2 separate regions of the Mus musculus genome follow, and region 1 is linked to region 2. The links are chromatin contacts, called in public promoter capture Hi-C maps. All regions are on one chromosome and are shown on one strand. Each heading gives the region's core, a stretch centred on a gene start, on an enhancer-like site or on the middle of the called end of the contact. The rest is flanking DNA. Distances are from core to core; before and after follow the strand shown. Region 1 holds the start of Krt17 (keratin 17). Region 2 holds the start of Krtap16-1 (keratin associated protein 16-1).

What was found. Promoter capture Hi-C pulls out the DNA fragments that hold promoters and counts their contacts.
Region 1: a promoter capture Hi-C map of embryonic stem cells shows a contact between it and region 2. The contact joins the promoter of Krt17 here to the promoter of Krtap16-1 in region 2. A contact is called at or near these places in 12 of 39 promoter capture datasets (the 3T3-L1 cell line, 3T3-L1-derived adipocytes, the HPC-7 cell line and 9 more) and 4 of 484 Hi-C or Micro-C datasets (the Patski cell line, cumulus cells, immediate neuronal precursor and 1 more).

Annotation. Positions count from the first base shown.
Region 1 is chr11:100,259,722-100,263,628 of GRCm38.p6, forward strand. It overlaps Krt17 (keratin 17), which reads right to left and starts at 1,308. Exons shown (of 8, transcript NM_010663.3): 1 at 813-1,308; 2 at 1-56. The coding sequence starts at 1,244. Krt42 (keratin 42) reads right to left here. Exons shown (of 8, transcript NM_212483.3): 7 at 3,573-3,622; 8 at 3,161-3,446. The coding sequence ends at 3,349.
Region 2 is chr11:99,985,103-99,989,032 of GRCm38.p6, forward strand. It overlaps Krtap16-1 (keratin associated protein 16-1), which reads right to left and starts at 1,491. Exons shown (of 1, transcript NM_001256057.1): 1 at 1-1,491. The coding sequence starts at 1,474.

The DNA.
Region 1 (3,907 bases), core at 58-2,557, 270 kb after region 2:
CGAGCATTGTCAATCTGGAGCAGGATGCTGGCATTGTCCACGGTGGCCACAAGGATCTGGAGAGATGACAAAGCAATAGGTCATTGAGTTTAGCATGGGTCAACCCAGGTCCACGTTCTGAGCCAGGCTTCCTGGCTGGAGGCTGGGATTCACTGCTTTCAGAGAAAACCCCTTTTCCTGCCAGCCACTCCCTACGCAGTGTTGCCCTTGTTGGCAGAGATGGACTGATGGGAGGGAGTCCAATGAGATGAAGCTTAGTGCTGTCTGCTCATGCCGACCCTCCTGGTGCCAGTCTCAGCCTGAGGGCTGAAGAGGCCTCAAGCTGGAAGGTGGAAGGAGTTAGATAATGTTGGAATATCCTTAGGGACAAAAGGAAATGCCAAGGAAGCCAGAAAAGAAAAGTCCCCAGAGCCTTCCCACAGGAGTCCACTGCCCTACCCCTCTCCTGCTTCCTCTCTTAGCATTGCTGTGGGGCACACTCTCAGAACCCAACCCCCAAGCCCCTTCTTCCTGGGACACTCACAAATCTAGCTCCACTCTACGGAACCAGCCCTCCACCTAGATCATGATTCCACCTCCTAGACCATGATGTCTCACAGTCTAGGCATCAATGACACGAAGACTGCTCCAGGAGGAAACAGACACTCAAAGGAGCCTCACAATGCCAGCTTGTTCCTGGCCCAGCCAGTTGCCCCTTCAAAGGGAAATGGGTCAAACTAGAACCTAGAGACCCTGTGGCAGCCCCAGTTGACTCCAGGCCTTGATGAGGGCAGGAGGTGGGTGGTTTATGCCCCTCCCGCCAGCAATCCTACCTTGTTCTTCAGATCCTCAATGGTATGGTAATAAGCGCTGTAGTCTCTGGCTGGCCCCGGGGCCTGCTTCTGGTACCAATCTCGGATCTTCACCTCCAGCTCAGTGTTGGCCTCTTCCAGGGCACGCACCTTGTCCAGGTAGGAGGCCAGGCGGTCATTGAGGTTCTGCATGGTGGCCTTCTCCCCTCCAGCCAGCAGCCCATCGACACCCCCAAAGTTGCCTCCATAACCACTGCCAGTGCCAAAGCTGTAGCAGCTGGAATAACTGTTGCTCCCAAGAGCACTACCCAGGCCACTAGCTGACCCCAGCCTGCAGGAGCCTGCACCCAGGCTGCCAGACAGTCGGCAGGAGGTCCGAGATGAACCTCCACCCAGGCCAGAGGAGCCCTTGATAGAGCTGGAGGAGGTAAACTGGCGGATGGTGGTGGTCATGGTGGCAGCGGGCAACGGATGTGGAGCTGGAGGGCTTGGGAGGAAGAGAGGCGCCAAGATGCGTGCTGCGCTGGGGCTCGCCTGCTTCCTTTATAGGGCAGCCAGTGGGCGTAGCGATTACAACAGGCTCTCCGCTGTTTCCATTCCCCTGGGCTTTCATCACCCCTGGACACCCGCCAGCTCCCAGGTGGCTATGGGCCCCCTCCCCTCCCACCTCTGGGCTCTGCTTCATTTCACCAAACCCTGTCCTGGGTATCATGGTCGTGTGTGTGTGTGTGTGTGTGTGTGTGTGTGTGTGTGTGTGTGTGCATGTGCGTGTGTCGGTCTGTCTGTCTCTGGTCTCAAGCCTGTCACCTGTGATTCAGGCAGGCCCTCCAGCTACGCTTTCCCATGACCTAATACGGACAAGAAGAGCTGGCGACATCACCTCTACCCAGCCCTCCCAGGCAGCTGCCACCCCAGTTTGATGGGAAATGAGGTAGGGAGTTAGGCACCCCACACACCTGAGGTGTCTTTCCTTCCCATCGTGCCACTACCCGCGTGTGAAAAGCCTGGATCTGGGGATTGGGGAAATCAGAAAGACCAAGTACACATCCTGACTTGAGAACTAGGTCTATACCCGCCAGGCCCACCACACAACACAGAAACTACCTCAAGCCTCCAATTGCCAACCTGGGCAGGAAATCAGAGCTTAGCAAAGAATGTGATGTCCAAACAGGCCCAGTTCACTCAAGCCGTGGGCTGGCATAGCACATCCTTTTGCTCGTCACTAGCTGCATCACCCCTGACCCAGGAATCACCCCTCTGAGCAGTCCCAACACCCAGGGATAAGGCCCATTCTTGCCAGTTTTCTGAAACTGTCCCCATCCCTGAGTCCCTTAGGAAGCCCAGACTTCCCTTTTAGATTTTTCTCTACTTCCTTCCTACAGTACAGCTTCCAGGACCAGGTGGGCAGACACGAGCTCAGCTAAAGTTCCAGGGAAAACAGAGCTATGCATAGGAGACTCCCTTATGAAAGGGAGTCTGTAGGGACCATGAATGAGTTGTTTCCTTTCACGTTCCTTACCCTTTTCTGTATCCTGATAGACCTAAGAGGATAGAACAGCTCAGGTCCCAACCAGAGGGAAGCAAAAAAAGATATCGCTTAACACTCTTACCCCACCCCATTCATGCCAGGTTCCCCAAGACAAAGACCACAGCATGATTCCCCAGGGTGGGCCACAGGCCCCACCCCCTAGCTCCACCTAGCCCCACCCACTATCCTAAGCCCAGCCCTCAGTCCCAGGGTCCTGGGAGGCCTGCTGGGCGGAATGAGGTCTTGTTTCAGACTGCCAATGGGTTCCTCCTCCCAGACAGGTCTAGACAGCCCCCATCGGCAGCTGGGAGAGGTTTCCCCAATAGCCCAGGCGCTGCCAAGCCACCAAAGCAAACAGGATGCCCCCCACACTCACAAACACCGCTGCCGCCGCCCCACCCCACACACACACACCCCCAGGGAGCCAGGTAGAGCCGGTCTAGCTTCTTGGGCTGAGACTACCAGGCTGCCACCCCCTCATCCATCAAGGTCCTCGACCACTCCAAGAAAGTTAGTTGCCTTTCCCAGTCAGACCCCTGTCCCTTTGTTTTAATACAGGTGTTCTCTAACAGGTGTGGTACCCAGAAAGCCTGCAGGCCCTCCCAGGGACCAGCAAGCAGGAGCCAGCCCCAGAGGCAGATTCTTAGAAAACAGGATGCTCCCCACCTCCACCCTCAATCCTTCCATCTCCTCCCCGTCTTAACTTCCAAAACAACCCAAGCCTGCATGGAGTGGGCAGAACAAGCAGGCAGGTGACAAGCGATACCAGACGCTTAGGTGAACCCTCCCCAGCTGCTGAGCCCACGCTGCCTGAGCCAATGACAGGACAAATGATGAATTCAAGGATCAGACTTCTTCAAAGCTTTATTAGCAATTTCTGGGGTCAACCCAAGGGGCCTCTCTGTAAGGGGCAGCACAAAGCAAACACAGAAGGCAACAGCTAGCTCATAGGAGTTCAGGCTTGGCAGTAGATGCAGGGAGCTGCAGCCTAAGGTCCTGGGCCTGGGCTATCATACGCAGACAGGGGCCTCAGTGGGTGGAGCGGTGCACCTGCTCTCTGGAGGAGACCACCTTACCATCCTGGACTTCCTCCACAATGGTGCGCACCTGGCGGCTGGTCACCATGCCTACAGATGACAAAGGAGGGGTCACAGAGAGGCTCAGGCAGGAGCCCCCCTGCAACCCACCAGCTAGGCTGTAGCACCGCTAATCTCCCCCGATGTCCTATACACAGGACAGGATTAGACTCTTACCTTCTCGGGAGGGCTGCGAAGCCAGGGATGAGGAGTATTGAGTAGCCAGGCTGCGGGGAGAAGGGGACCTGTCAGCCCAGAGGTGCCACAAGCAAGGAGACCCTGGGAGCACGTCTGGGAAGGATAAACAGCTGAAGAGGCCCCAAAAGAGTAAGAGAGATCCCACAACTTGGATAATCACAGCTAGGAGTTCACAGAGGACAGCACAAGCCAAGGATCAGATCCCATAGGCTCCTCAAACCAGGAAGGAAAAAAGAAATAGCCAAGGGCATTTGTGACTGTGTTGTGGGCTACTGAAGCAGGATTTACAAGGAGACACTGCACAAGTGGGTTTT
Region 2 (3,930 bases), core at 241-2,740:
GGGCTGCAGCCTCACGGGTGATGGGGCTGGCAGGTTTGATCTCAGAGGGCTGGCAGGGAGTCTCATCTGAGACCTCTGTCTTGACAGGTGTCGAGTCAGCGCAGTCAGGCTGACTGGAAGTTGGCTTTTTGCTATCACACTTATCGTTGTCAGAATCAGTGCATGGCTGGCGGGAGCAGACGGGACGGTAGGAGTAAGAAGCTAGGCAGGTCGGGCGGCGTAGTATGGAATAGCAGGAGCGGTAGCAGGCTGGGCGGTAAGTGATGGATGTCACATATGGCTGCCTGAAGGTGATGGGTCCAGAACAGATGGGGCGACAAATGGGGCGGCAAGAAACTGGACTACAAGGCGGCTTGCAGGAACTAGGTATATAGAAAGTCCGAGGGGGGCAAGCTGGTTGGCAGATGGCAGATGCCGAAGAGCCCGGACGGCAGCAAGCAGGTTGGCAGGAGGGAGATGGGCAGGAAATAGGCTCACAGCTGACAGAACGGCATCGTTTGACTATGTAGCAGGAAGGTTGGCATGGGGTAGGCACACACACCGATGGCAGGCAAGGACTAGGCTCAGGGCAGACAGGTTGGCAGATGCTGGAGACACAGCATGAGGAGTCTTGGCAGCTGCTAGAGACACATGGTGGCTCACAGGGGCCCTGGACACAGCAGACAGGACGGAGACAAACAGGCTCACATACCAGAGCCATACAGGCAGATGGCTGACAAGCACTGGCCTCTGAGCAAGGTGGCTCGCAGGGACTGGTTTCACAGCCGACTGGCTGGCAGCTACTGGCTGCAGAGCAGACAGATGGGCAGCAGCTAGGTGTCGGGCACACTGGCTGGCAGCAAGCAGGCTCACACACCACAGGCTCACAGATCATTGGTTGGCAGGAAGCAGGCACAGCGCAGACAGCTGAGCAGCAGCTGGGCTCACAGATCACTGGCTGGCAGCAGCAGGGTTTGCAGATCACTGGCTGGCAAGTGGCAGGCAAGCAGAGGACAGGCTGGCAGGATGAGGTCTCACAACACACGGGCTGGCAGCTGCTCACAGAACAAGAAGGCTGGCACATGGTGGCCTCACAGCACACAGGTTGGGCACAGGTGCTCACAGAGCAGGAAGGCTCACAAATGGTGGCCTCACAGCACACAGGTTGACAGCAACTGCCCATAGAGCAGGAAGGCTCACAAATGGTGGCCTCACAGCACACAGGTTGAGCACAGCTGCTCACAGAACAAGAGGGCTCACAAATGGTAGCCTCGCAGCACACAGGCTGGCAGCAACTGCTCACGGAACACGAAGGCTGACAGCATTGTGAGCCACAGCCGGATGACCCACAGCTGTCCTCGCAAGTCACCAGCTGCCACGTCTGGCTCCGGCAGGAGCTGGGTAGGCAGACGGGCCCTCCACAGCTCACCTCAGTAGAGCAGAGAGAGATGGCAGGTAGGGAGGGGCATTTCCTAGAACAACAGCAGCCAGACATGGTGGAGATAGCTCTCTGTCTTGGAGTGAGTGCTGCCTGAGTGTGGTATCTCCCTTTTATACTCCCTCACTGGCGCATGCTGTTTGGCGGGCCCCCTGCATCTTTTCCTCATTGTTGTTTGGGCCCTGTTTCTGGAGGAACATCTTATTATGCCAACATGTGTTGATCTAGAAGTTGTTTGTCTGCCCATAAAGAAGATGTTTATTTACTGACTTGCATGCTAAATATGGAATCCTCAAAGCTACAGGTAGTCCCGGGATGAGCATCCATCATCACCTTCACCATGGATGCTCTCCGCCCAAGCATCCTGAAGAAGGAAAGAACAAAGGAGCCTATAATTTAGCTGCCATCCACCCTTCCACCTCTTCTCCTGGCCTAGGCGCAGATGTCTACATGAGTATGACTGCCTACTGTGCTGCGGGCAAACAAGTCAAGAGCAGACCTGACTGCACTGTCATGAGAAGCTCCACAGAGACACACAGTAAGGAGCTCAGTTGTGGATGAGATTTCCAAACTGTAACTGTCAGTGGCCACAGCCCACAACCGTCCTGTGTGGGTCAGATTATTCTCCCCAGTCACAGATGGAGCACTGAGTGTAGAGGATAAGAAAGGTTAGGTCGCTTGCTGGAGGTTGCTCCCACCCTCTCTACCAGTAGGTTTTTGGCAAACTGAACCTCCTTTAAGAAAAGAACATATTGCATTTATTTACTGTGTATAAGTATATGAGTGCAGGTACATGTATGTGCCATGCACATCTGTGAAAGGAATAGGACAATTCAGGAGTCAGTTCTTTGCCATGTGGATCCTGGGGAGTGAACTCAGGTCATCAGGCTCAGTGACACGTACTTTGTCCTGTAGACATCATCAATGTCTTGTGTAATAGGCCCAGGGATGCCACCCTCCATCCTGTTCTATTGGCTGCACCACTCAAGAATATTTGTTCCATCTGTCCCTAGGAAGTGCTTGACACAGTTTCTCCACTTTGCCATCTTTTCCTTCCGTGTCTATCCCAAGCATTCAGTGAGTCTTCAGAGACTCCTTGTCACCAAGGCTGGCACGACACTTGTACCCATTTCCAATGTGGGGCAGGCAATAGGGGATGACCATGCTGAAGAGCCTGGCTGTTTCACCTTCCACACAGGACAGACCCATTTTGAGAGATTTTTGAGAGCACTTAGAAGGTAAACACCAGGATGTAAGTAAGTTGGCTTACTTACTTAAGTAAGATGGCTTAATGAGTCAAGGTGACCACCACCAAGCCTGACAACCTGAGTTCAATCCTGGGACTCAAGTGACAGAAGAAGAGAACCAACTCCTGCAAATTGTCCTCTGGCACCCATACATAGGCCATGCCCCCCCCACACACACACACACAAAATAAAGAAGTGTAAAATATTAATTTTTAAAATTTTTTTTAATTATTTTACTCATCTACATTCCAAATGGTATCCCCCTTTCTGGTCTCCCTCCATGATCCTCCCACCCCACGGCCCTCCCCTTCGCTTCTAAGAAGGTGCTCCCCCACTCACTCACACCTCACCCCTCTAGCATCTGCATTTTTGTCTCTTCAGTACTTTTCTAGGATATATTTTTCTTCTGTGCAAACTCCTCTTCTGGCTTTGGAACATCTGTTCCTTTACAGTGAGGATCATCTCGATGTGTTCTGGGGAGCTCTGTAAATTTTTCGGGAAATCTCAGGTGCTTTGTTGCTGGGTGTGTTCAGTGACTAGAGAATCTATATCTAAACCCTTAAGTGTGGCATTACTCTCTGCATTTTTAAGCATGCGCAGCAAAAATTCAACACTATTTTTGGCTACTGACGCTGTGTCCAGCCCCACTGTTTGGCCTGGACACACTACCAAGTCCACCATTATACCGCTGGAACAGCACATGCATTGTTATAGTGACATCTTTCAAATACTTGGTGGCTTTTCAGATATGCAGAGCCTTGATGGCTGGGGCAGTTTCATGGGTATGCTTAAGGTGAACTTGAAGCTTTGAATCTCTTGATTTGCATAATTTTTGTAGGGTGTACTGGGTGAAGAGAGTAGTGAACCATCTTCCCAGGCTGCTTACAGAAAGAGCAAATATGAAGCCATTTGAAGGTATTTCCAGGATTCATGAAGTGAAAAGAGAAAAGGTGGTTTCCCAGATTGGTCCCTAAGGTGCTGTGAGTAAGACTCCTTTTTTGCTGCTTTCTGAGATGAGATGAGTAGTGAACCACAGGTTTCCAGACAACAAAACTAGGCCTTCTTGTCCAATGAAAGGCCATTCTTGCCTGTGCTTTCAGCCTGGGCGTAGTTTACCTCCCCTGAAAAGTTGAGCGTTGGCCGCCATCATTCACCCCCCCCCCTTCATGCACTAATGTATATAACTCTCGCTCGGCTTCTCTTTGTCTTATCCATCAACCAGGACAGCACTGGGACCAGCAAGAGGGATACAAAAAGAATGGCCAG